3 separate regions of the Mus musculus genome follow, and regions 1 and 2 are each linked to region 3. A link is a contact called in public Micro-C and promoter capture Hi-C data. All regions are on one chromosome and are shown on one strand. Each heading gives the region's core, a stretch centred on a gene start, on an enhancer-like site or on the middle of the called end of the contact. The rest is flanking DNA. Distances are from core to core; before and after follow the strand shown.

The links. A called contact is a pair of places that touch in the nucleus more often than the background predicts. Capture Hi-C pulls out chosen DNA fragments and counts their contacts.
Region 1: a promoter capture Hi-C map of adipose tissue shows a contact between it and region 3. The contact joins the promoter of Rerg here to the promoter of Eps8 in region 3. A contact is called at or near these places in 8 of 39 promoter capture datasets (the 3T3-L1 cell line, the HPC-7 cell line, cranial neural crest and 5 more), 3 of 115 datasets of contacts at active chromatin or transcription factors (embryonic stem cells and large pre-B cells) and 1 of 9 other capture datasets (adipose tissue).
Region 2: a contact with region 3 is called in a Micro-C map of embryonic stem cells, with 10 times the contacts expected there. The contact joins the promoter of Ptpro here to the promoter of Eps8 in region 3. A contact is called at or near these places in 3 of 39 promoter capture datasets (cranial neural crest, hippocampal neurons and stem cell-derived epiblast-like cells), 1 of 484 Hi-C or Micro-C datasets (embryonic stem cells) and 4 of 115 datasets of contacts at active chromatin or transcription factors (embryonic stem cells and stem cell-derived neural progenitor cells).

Annotation. Positions count from the first base shown.
Region 1 is chr6:137,168,378-137,171,077 of GRCm38.p6, reverse strand. It overlaps Rerg (RAS-like, estrogen-regulated, growth-inhibitor), which reads left to right and starts at 1,360. Exons shown (of 5, transcript NM_001164212.1): 1 at 1,360-1,598.
Region 2 is chr6:137,250,860-137,253,559 of GRCm38.p6, reverse strand. Ptpro (protein tyrosine phosphatase, receptor type, O) reads right to left here and starts at 1,261. Exons shown (of 27, transcript NM_011216.3): 1 at 800-1,261. The coding sequence starts at 874.
Region 3 is chr6:137,647,996-137,650,695 of GRCm38.p6, reverse strand. Eps8 (epidermal growth factor receptor pathway substrate 8) reads left to right here and starts at 1,411. Exons shown (of 22, transcript NM_007945.3): 1 at 1,411-1,644.

The DNA.
Region 1 (2,700 bases), core at 111-2,610, 480 kb after region 3:
TTGTCTACAAATATAATTTGTCTTCTTACTGTAGGCTCTAAGACCGTTTGTATTCCGAGATGCTGAAATCGCTGTTTCTCAAGGACGGGACCCATGTCTTCAAGTCCACACTAAATAGCTCTTCCAAGTTCAGTGGATAAACAATTTAGATGTATCATGTCTCAAATGGTCTTGTTGCATCCGTTTGATCATTGTGCAGCAGGCCCTGCAACAGGGGGAGAGCATGGGTGCACACACAGTACTCTTCCCCCACTCTTCCAGCCCCTGGAATGTCAAGGGTTAGCAGAACAAGGAGAAACTTGAGAGAATGCAAAGCAAGCCCAATACTGGCAGGGTGCTGGGGCATGTGGGAGGGAGTGTCACTGTAGGTCAGATCTGGGGTCCCCAGGAAGTCGGGGAGGGGGGATCTGGAAATTCACGCTGGATGTGGTGTGTTAAAGGTTTCTCAGTGAGTTATCAGGACACATGCTGAGGCTATCACAAGTCCAACCTCTTCATCCACCCTGCCTGCCAAGTCTCTGCCTCCACGGGGCAGAGACTTTCTTCCACCAGAGTGGCTCCACTGATTATTCCTATCGCCCTGGGCCCCTGCCTGCTCCTGTTGCCTAGCCTCGCTTTCAGTGAGTCACCAGATACCCTGGTAAGAAAACCCAGCTTTGGAATGAAAAAGGAGAAAGGCATAGACATTTCCTGTTGCTTTGTTCATGCCCACCATCGTCTTTGGGAATCCTTTAACCTCTCAGAAGCTCTCCTTTCCCTCCGAAAGACCAGCAATTACAATAGCCATGCTTACCTCCAGGGAGGTGAATATCAAAGGAGATGGGGGATGTAAGCAGGTCTTGCTTAGCTTAGCATAGCATGCATGTTAATTATCTTTGTTGAGGTTTGAACGGGATGGGGTTTGACGCCAAAGCAAATCTTATAAATGCTGGTCTTCCAGAGGGAACAGAGCACACCGGGGACTTTCTCATATATACAAATATGAATTTCGGTTAAATTTGGTGTTTATATCTTTGGAAGTATATTTGTTTCCGATCCTTTCCGGATTTTCTCCCAGCCATTTACTAGTCTTGGACCCGTTTATTTCTATCTTTTTTAAAAATCCTCTGCTTCCTCTCGAATATCATGAAGATAACTGAACACATTCCCAGGGCGTATTAGCAAGATCCTTTGAAAAAAGGCGTAGAGAACACTGCGTAAGTGATGCTTTTTAATCAAGAAAGGACTTAGCTGAAGCCTGCAGGCCTGGCGCTGAGCTAGGCTGGGTTGTGAGGCGCTCGGCTCGCAGACTGGTCCAGCAGGGGGCGCCCGGGCACCTCACTGCAGCATCTTGGTGGCGGAGCGCAGCGGCGGCTGGCCGGAGCTCGCGTCCTGCCGCAGTCTCTGCGCTGCTAGTCTGAGCGAGCGCGAGGGAAGAGACCCCGTCCGGGCACCGCACTTGCAGCCCCAGCGACTCCCAACCGCAATCGCGGCCCCCCAACTCTCAAACGCCTCCTGTAGCCCGCGTGGGTCAGGGTGGGAGAGCTTCCTAGTCTCCGCGGGCGGATTGCGAACTTGGAGAGGACCGCGGCTGTCTCCCCGGCCTGGACAGTGAACAGGTGAGTGACACGCACGTGTCCAGGTGGCTCCCTGAGGACAGGGTACGAGCCCCTGAGGGCTCAGCCCCTGGGTGAGTCCCGGTGGTCTCCGGGTCCCTCCCTAAGGGCGACTTTGGGGTTCTCCTGAGAGATGTGAACGCCAGCCACCAGGCTTGACAGCGCGTCCTGCGCCTAAGGCGTCCTTCCGAATTAGGGGACATCTGCTCTTTATGTGGAGCCTGTGAGCTGCAGAACATGCAGCCCACTGTGGGCTTGCTCCTGGCTGCAGGACCTGTTGATCTCAGGGTAGCGAGCCAGCCGGGGGGCTTGCGCAGTCACAACCTCTTTGGTGTGGCTGTTGCCTTGTGATAAGATGAAGGAAAATTCCTAGCAGAGAAACTGAGAAATCTTGATTTCAGGAGAGGTCTGACCCAGAGAGAAGCGATCTCACTCCACCACCATCAGACTGGATTCACTGCTGTCTTGGACAGCTGTGCTTTGCTTTCTTTCTTTCTTTTTTTTTTTTTTCTTTTTCTTTTTAGAAGGCCATAAAAGCATTAAAATGTAATTATAAAGATGCCCCCACTCGCCTCAAGAGGAAGTGGAAAACTCTGACCTTGATAAACACAGTCTGCGAAATGATTTATTAGGAGCAAAACCTTTTGCTAAGTAAATAAACAGATGGATGAAGCTTTAGAAACGCAATTGTCGTAGGTCTAACAGAGTCCCCACAGGTAGCCTCTTTGGTTAGTATACACCTAAGTGTGGAGGGAGTCAATGAATTCGACGATTGGTCAGTAGTACCAAATGAAACAACACACGTCTTTCCTTCACTCTAATGTTTCCTCTGATGACTTCATGCATACGGAAAAGCAACGCCTTTCATCCCCTAAATATTTAGGTGTGATTTTAGGATGGAAACTTGAAACTTGTTTGGTTTTGCCTCCGGGAAAGCAAATCTGCTCCGAGAGTGAACTTCAGGCCACGGCAGGAATAGTTCCTGTGTTTGAACCATTGAGTTTCCTCAGATCTGAGGGATAGAAGGTCTCTGGTTAATTCAACAGATACTTGCCTGTAGGTTACTATGACAACAATTGACACGTTGATGGTTTCCGTCAAATTT
Region 2 (2,700 bases), core at 12-2,511, 400 kb after region 3:
AAGGACTAGGAAGGAAAGCAGACCTTCGGAACCCGGAGTGAGGGGGTACCAATTCCCAACTTCCCTTCATATGCCAAGAAAACAGCTTAAAAAATAAAAACACTACATGCTTGAAGTGTCAAGATTTTGTTTTTCTTTTTTAAACAGTATTTTCCTTTTCACTTTTTTTTCTCAAAGTACAATTTTGAGCCACACGTTCCAAAGAGGATAGGAAAAGGTGAGTTTTATAAATCATATATTCCACCATTAAAAATCAGTGGCAGCATCCTGTTACGAGAGGATGGAACTGTGTAGAGTTTTACCAGGCATCCCTAGGTGGATGGAGGGTAAGACAGGGAGTGACCTCCTTGGGAGTTGAACCGATTCCTTATTCAATGGAGCCCTCTCCCTCGCCCCGCCTGGCCGGTGCGTCTAGTCCAGAGCTCAGCGCCCTGCGTGTGATTCCCTCCCGCAGAAGGCAAACTGACTGAGACAAAGCAGCTGTACCGAGGCTTCACTGGGGGAGGGCGCGAAGGTGAAGTGGCATAGGGGTGCAGTGGGAACCACTAAAAAAAGTGCCCTCATTTTGCCTGAGAAAGCTCTATCCCGCAAGCTCATCGCTGAGGTAGCAGAGTACAAAGGGAGACAACTGGAAGGCTCAAACTTCCAGATCTTTCCACCCGCAGCTACGCAGCCCACCCGGCACCGCTCTGAGGACAAAGCGTGTGCGACTGGCGCTCTCCGCCTGGTCACCGCACCCTGAGCGAATAGCTCCCCACGGCGGGATGGATCCCCATCTCCGAGGACTGGGGGACCCTACCTTGAGCAGCACAAAGAGCCCGAGCAGAGGTAGCAGGCGGCGGCCCCCGAGCGTTCCCCTAGGCAGGTGCCCCATCGCGGCGCGACCAGGGACCGGGGAGGGAACGGCAGCGCCAGCAGTTCTCCGTGGCGCTTACAATGACCAGTCCCGGCTGGCAGCCTCAGACTTCGGGCGCCCGGGCGGCTCCGGGCGGCCGCATGTCGCCTGGCAGGTCGTCCTGTGCCCCCGGATGGATCGCTCTCCTCTTCTGTGCCCGAGTCCTGCTAGAACGTGCTTGGAGCCGGCGTTGTTTAATGGCTAAGGATGGAGAGGGTGGGGATGGCAGTGGGCGAGGCTCTGCGCCACAGCTACAGCGGTTGCCACGGGAGGCAGGGGTCGGCGTGCGGAAGGAGCTGCCCGAGCTCCGCAGGCAGACAACCCTCCGCGGCCCCCTAGCAACAGTGGTGTTCTCTCTCAGAGCAAGGAACTCCTCAAGTGCAGATCTTGGGTCCTCCCACCAGGGCCTGCCTGCTTCCCATTGCTAGGCAGCCCCCCAGACCAGGCTCCGCCTCAGCCTTTCCAGAGTCTCCTAGGAAGAGTTGTTTGAGGGTTTCCCCTCTCTCTTATCTCAGGCCCTTCTCAACCCCCCCCCCCCGTTCCTTTGCCCTTGTATTTACAAGTGACACTACAAGTGACACTTAATGTTTTCGAAAAGAGGAGTGAATCTCAACTTCTATACCCCCCGACCTCAGTTCAATTCCCCCATAGCATCCTATAATCAGCTAGGGAAACTGAATAATTCTGTGCGTTTCCCCCTCTTATCCTGCTGCCCACACCTAGCTCACAGTATTTTACACGTATTTAGAATAAGTGTGTAATATATTCTCTCTGTGTGTGAACACACTAAGTACTCTGAATTATCCATGAATAACTAACTAATCTAAGAATTTAGAATCACAAGCAACGATTTCCATGAAGTGTGTCTCATGTCTACTTATCTGTCTCTAGAGGTTTTGTGTAGTTTTTGAAAGACAACTCTATATTAAAAATAAAAAGTGGGATTCATTATATTAAGTCATTTCTTTTTATCATGTAAATGTCCTGGGTGGGCCCTGAGGTGCTGGAATTTTGTTTTTATCCTTCAAAGTGTGGTATCAGGTGACAGAAAAGGGCACCCTGGCGGTGCACTTAGGAGTGTGTCACCAGCACTCTGGGACACAGCTGAGGAATGGTGGCCTGCTATAGGATCAGAGTCGTGTGTGCTCATCTTTTTCTACATGAGGACTATAAACTAAAGGTTTGGATTAGGAATTTTTGCATGAATAGATCGAGGCACTAACAGTTCTTCAGAAAACAGAACGAGGCTCTGGGCTTGTGTGTGAGTGTTTCCCTTGCTGGCACCAAAGCTACCTCAGTACACAGCCTTGATGGACTTCTGTTCAGCGCCCTCGTGCCTGTCCTTTGTTGGCCTGACTCTCATGCCCTCCCTCCCTCTCCCCCCCCCAAGGTTTTCCCTGCTTCCCACTTCTGGGCCAAACTCGAGTGCTTTCTAAGAAATGGCTCCTCAGACCTGCACTTTCAGAGCCTTTGGTCTGATATGTTTTTCTTTTATTTTGAAGCTTTTGAAAGTGGTTTTCCATTTCCAGCTACATCAAAGAGGCTCCACAGTGATCTAATTTCCAGACAGAGATGCTCAAGTTGGGGCCTAAGTGGTACTCACAAGATGCCAGAAGTTATTCTTTTAAATAGAGTTTTATTTTAGTATCAGTATGTGAATTAAATACATATGTAAGGTTAATTGTGCATATACATGTGTGTGTGTGTGTGTGTGTGTGTGTGTATACACACACACATATATATATTTGGGATAGGAATGTTTGATCTATTTTAGGCATTAGGAAGCAATTTTGCTCAAATATTAA
Region 3 (2,700 bases), core at 162-2,661:
GCTTCTACTATGTTGGTTATTTGTTAACCTGCTTCTACTATTTCAAGTCTTACAATATCTGTAAGGAGCAAGATTAATTTCATGTCAGTCCTCAGGGTCCATCTTTCCCAGTCTACAGTTGAAGGAGAGTTGATCTGAGTATATAAATCTATGTATGTAAGCTGTGGAGTAGGCAGACCTGGATTTCAATCCTAATGTCACTATTGGCTTTGGCAAAAAGAAAATTCTGAATAACATTTTCCCAATTTTCTAAAGCGGTGATTCATTTTAAGGGTTAGAGATGGTGTAAAGTAAAATTTGTAGCTCCTGGCAGAGATTGTCAATTAACAATCCTAGTTTTCTATACCATCTATCAAAACCAGCTATTTCGAACACTGGACATGCTCAAGTGGATGTCAGTCTGTTGGGAATGTTGGATGGAGGAAGATTCTGGATGAAGGCAGTAGACCGAACTTAATCATAAAACCCATCACTGCCCCCTTTTAGTCTCCATCTTGGCCTGCTAATTCACGGTCTCTTGAATGAGCTTTTGCTTGCCTCGCAAAGCAGGTAGGCCCAGCTATTTAAGCCAAGTTTTGTTTAATAGTCTGCCTTGGCTTCTTTGGAAGTCAATTGCCTTGGAAGTTAGAAGGGCCAGGGTGTCTGGGGGCGTAGCTGTGACAACGGAGGTATTGTAGAAGGTAAGAAAATGCCAGGTTCAGAAGAGAAGACTGGCAGATCCTTATTTTGTGGCTTCAGTGATCGAGCCAAGGAGCACTGAGCAGTGGTGAGTAGTTATTACTGGACTAAAGAGTCTCCCATACTTGAAACTACACCAGACTCTTGGCAGGAGCTCCTATGAAAAATGGGATCCAGGACGCCTGGTGAGACAGGTCTGGGCTTGCTGGCTATATCCAGGGACTGGAGTATTGTAGTCTCTCTAAACCAGTGAAGCCCTTGGGTACCACTTGCATACTGCTTTGGTTGAAGAGAGATGGTACAGGAGCAGACCAATGGACACAGGTCACAGGTCAGAGGCTGGGGAATACCTCTTCTTGGTAGTTGAGTAGGGCAGTAACTCCCAGATTAACACTAGTCATCAGTTGTGTGGCAGGATCTGGCCGCGGTCACCTGAGCGCTCTTTCCGCCTGCGGCATCCCCCCCCCCCCCCCCCCCGGCTGTGCTCTGCAGACCTAGGTCATTTCACTTGAGGAATTGTAGACACCACTCTGAGGCTGGGATCCCGGGTCTCCCCTGCGGGGTGCCGTGCTCGCCTTGTGGGATGAAGCCCTTGAGATTCTATCCAGAGCCCTAGGGTCTACTAGAGACTCAACTGTCCTCAAGATCTTGCAAACGGAGCCCTCTCCCGGCCGCGCGGGGCAACGCGCGTTCCCGGCTCGCTGCTGGGCATGCGCGGCGCGCGCTGGCTGTGTCCGGGAGCGAGCGGCGCGCACACACGGCCCGGGCGGCGGGCGAAGCGGGCTCCCGGGGCGCTGGGCGCAGGGCGCAGGGCGCAGGGCGCGGGGCAAGCCCCAGCGGCGTGTCTGCAGCGGGGCGCGGCGGGCGCTCCAGCTCCGGGATCTTTCTCCCTCCGTCACCTCCCTCGCGTCTAGGGAGGTCGTGGCACTCCCTGAGGAGCGCGGCTGCTCGGAGGGCGGATCCTAGGTAAGAGCCCCCCGAACATCAGTGCGGCTCCCCGGGTGGGATTCCCGCGGCATGGGCTCCCTCTCGCTTTCCCATAAGGGTCTTTGTGAGCCGTCACCGGAGTGGTGCCAGGCTCAGCGGCCGCTGCGGTTCACTTGGACCCTTTGCAACTGGTGTGTCGGCGGCCAGGTGTGCGCGGCGCTGCCGCCCTAGCGCGTCCCCGCGCCCGCTCCGCGCACCCCGAAGCCAGGAGACCCGATCCCCCCGCGGCCTCCTCCGCCCGGGTGGTCGCCGAGGTCCCCCGAGAGACCCCGCGCTCCCCTGGGCTGCGCGGGCGTACCTGAGTTCCGCACACCTGGACTCCCACCCCGCCCTAACGTCTTAGATGCAGGGCTTTCGGAGCGCCTCTCACCCAGCTCAAGTGGGGACCCCTTAGGAAACCTGTTTGAGATGTGGACCCGCCCTGGTATACACCCTCCAGTTGAGGTAGCTCGCTGTGTTTGAATAGTTGTGAATTCTGGATCACTTTCCAACACCATTTTACTTTTAGGAAGATGGCCTCTCTATGGCTGTCAGTAGTGCTTCGGAGGGCTCCACACCCACCGAGAGAGACAGTGAAGGCGCCCCGGGGTCTCATCCCTTCCTTCCTTTCAATGACTACAATACACATGCAAAAATCTTTGCCCGGTTCTCTGAGCCATGTTGTTCAAATCCTCCTCCTGTAGCCCCCAAGTGCTGTTGGCATCTCGCCGGGGCAGGACGCCCTAGGGTTTGGGCTTAAAATCCATAGACATTTGGAGCAGCGAGGCATTAGAAGAGGAGGTCTTCCTGAGCCAGTGTTTCAGCGAATGCATGGCTGCTTTTCTTCTAAAGGTTTCCCTTCTTGCCTCAGACAGTAAGAGAAAGAGACGAAAAAGCGAATAAGATAGTTCAGATCCAACTTGGTTCAGACACGTGTGGGTACTTTGAAGTTTTATTTGGTTTTGCCACTTTGGGGAGGAGGTGGAATTACGATTCCTGGAAGACTTTTTTTATGTTTAAAAAAAATCGTCAAAGTGTCTGTGTTGCGGGCTGTTT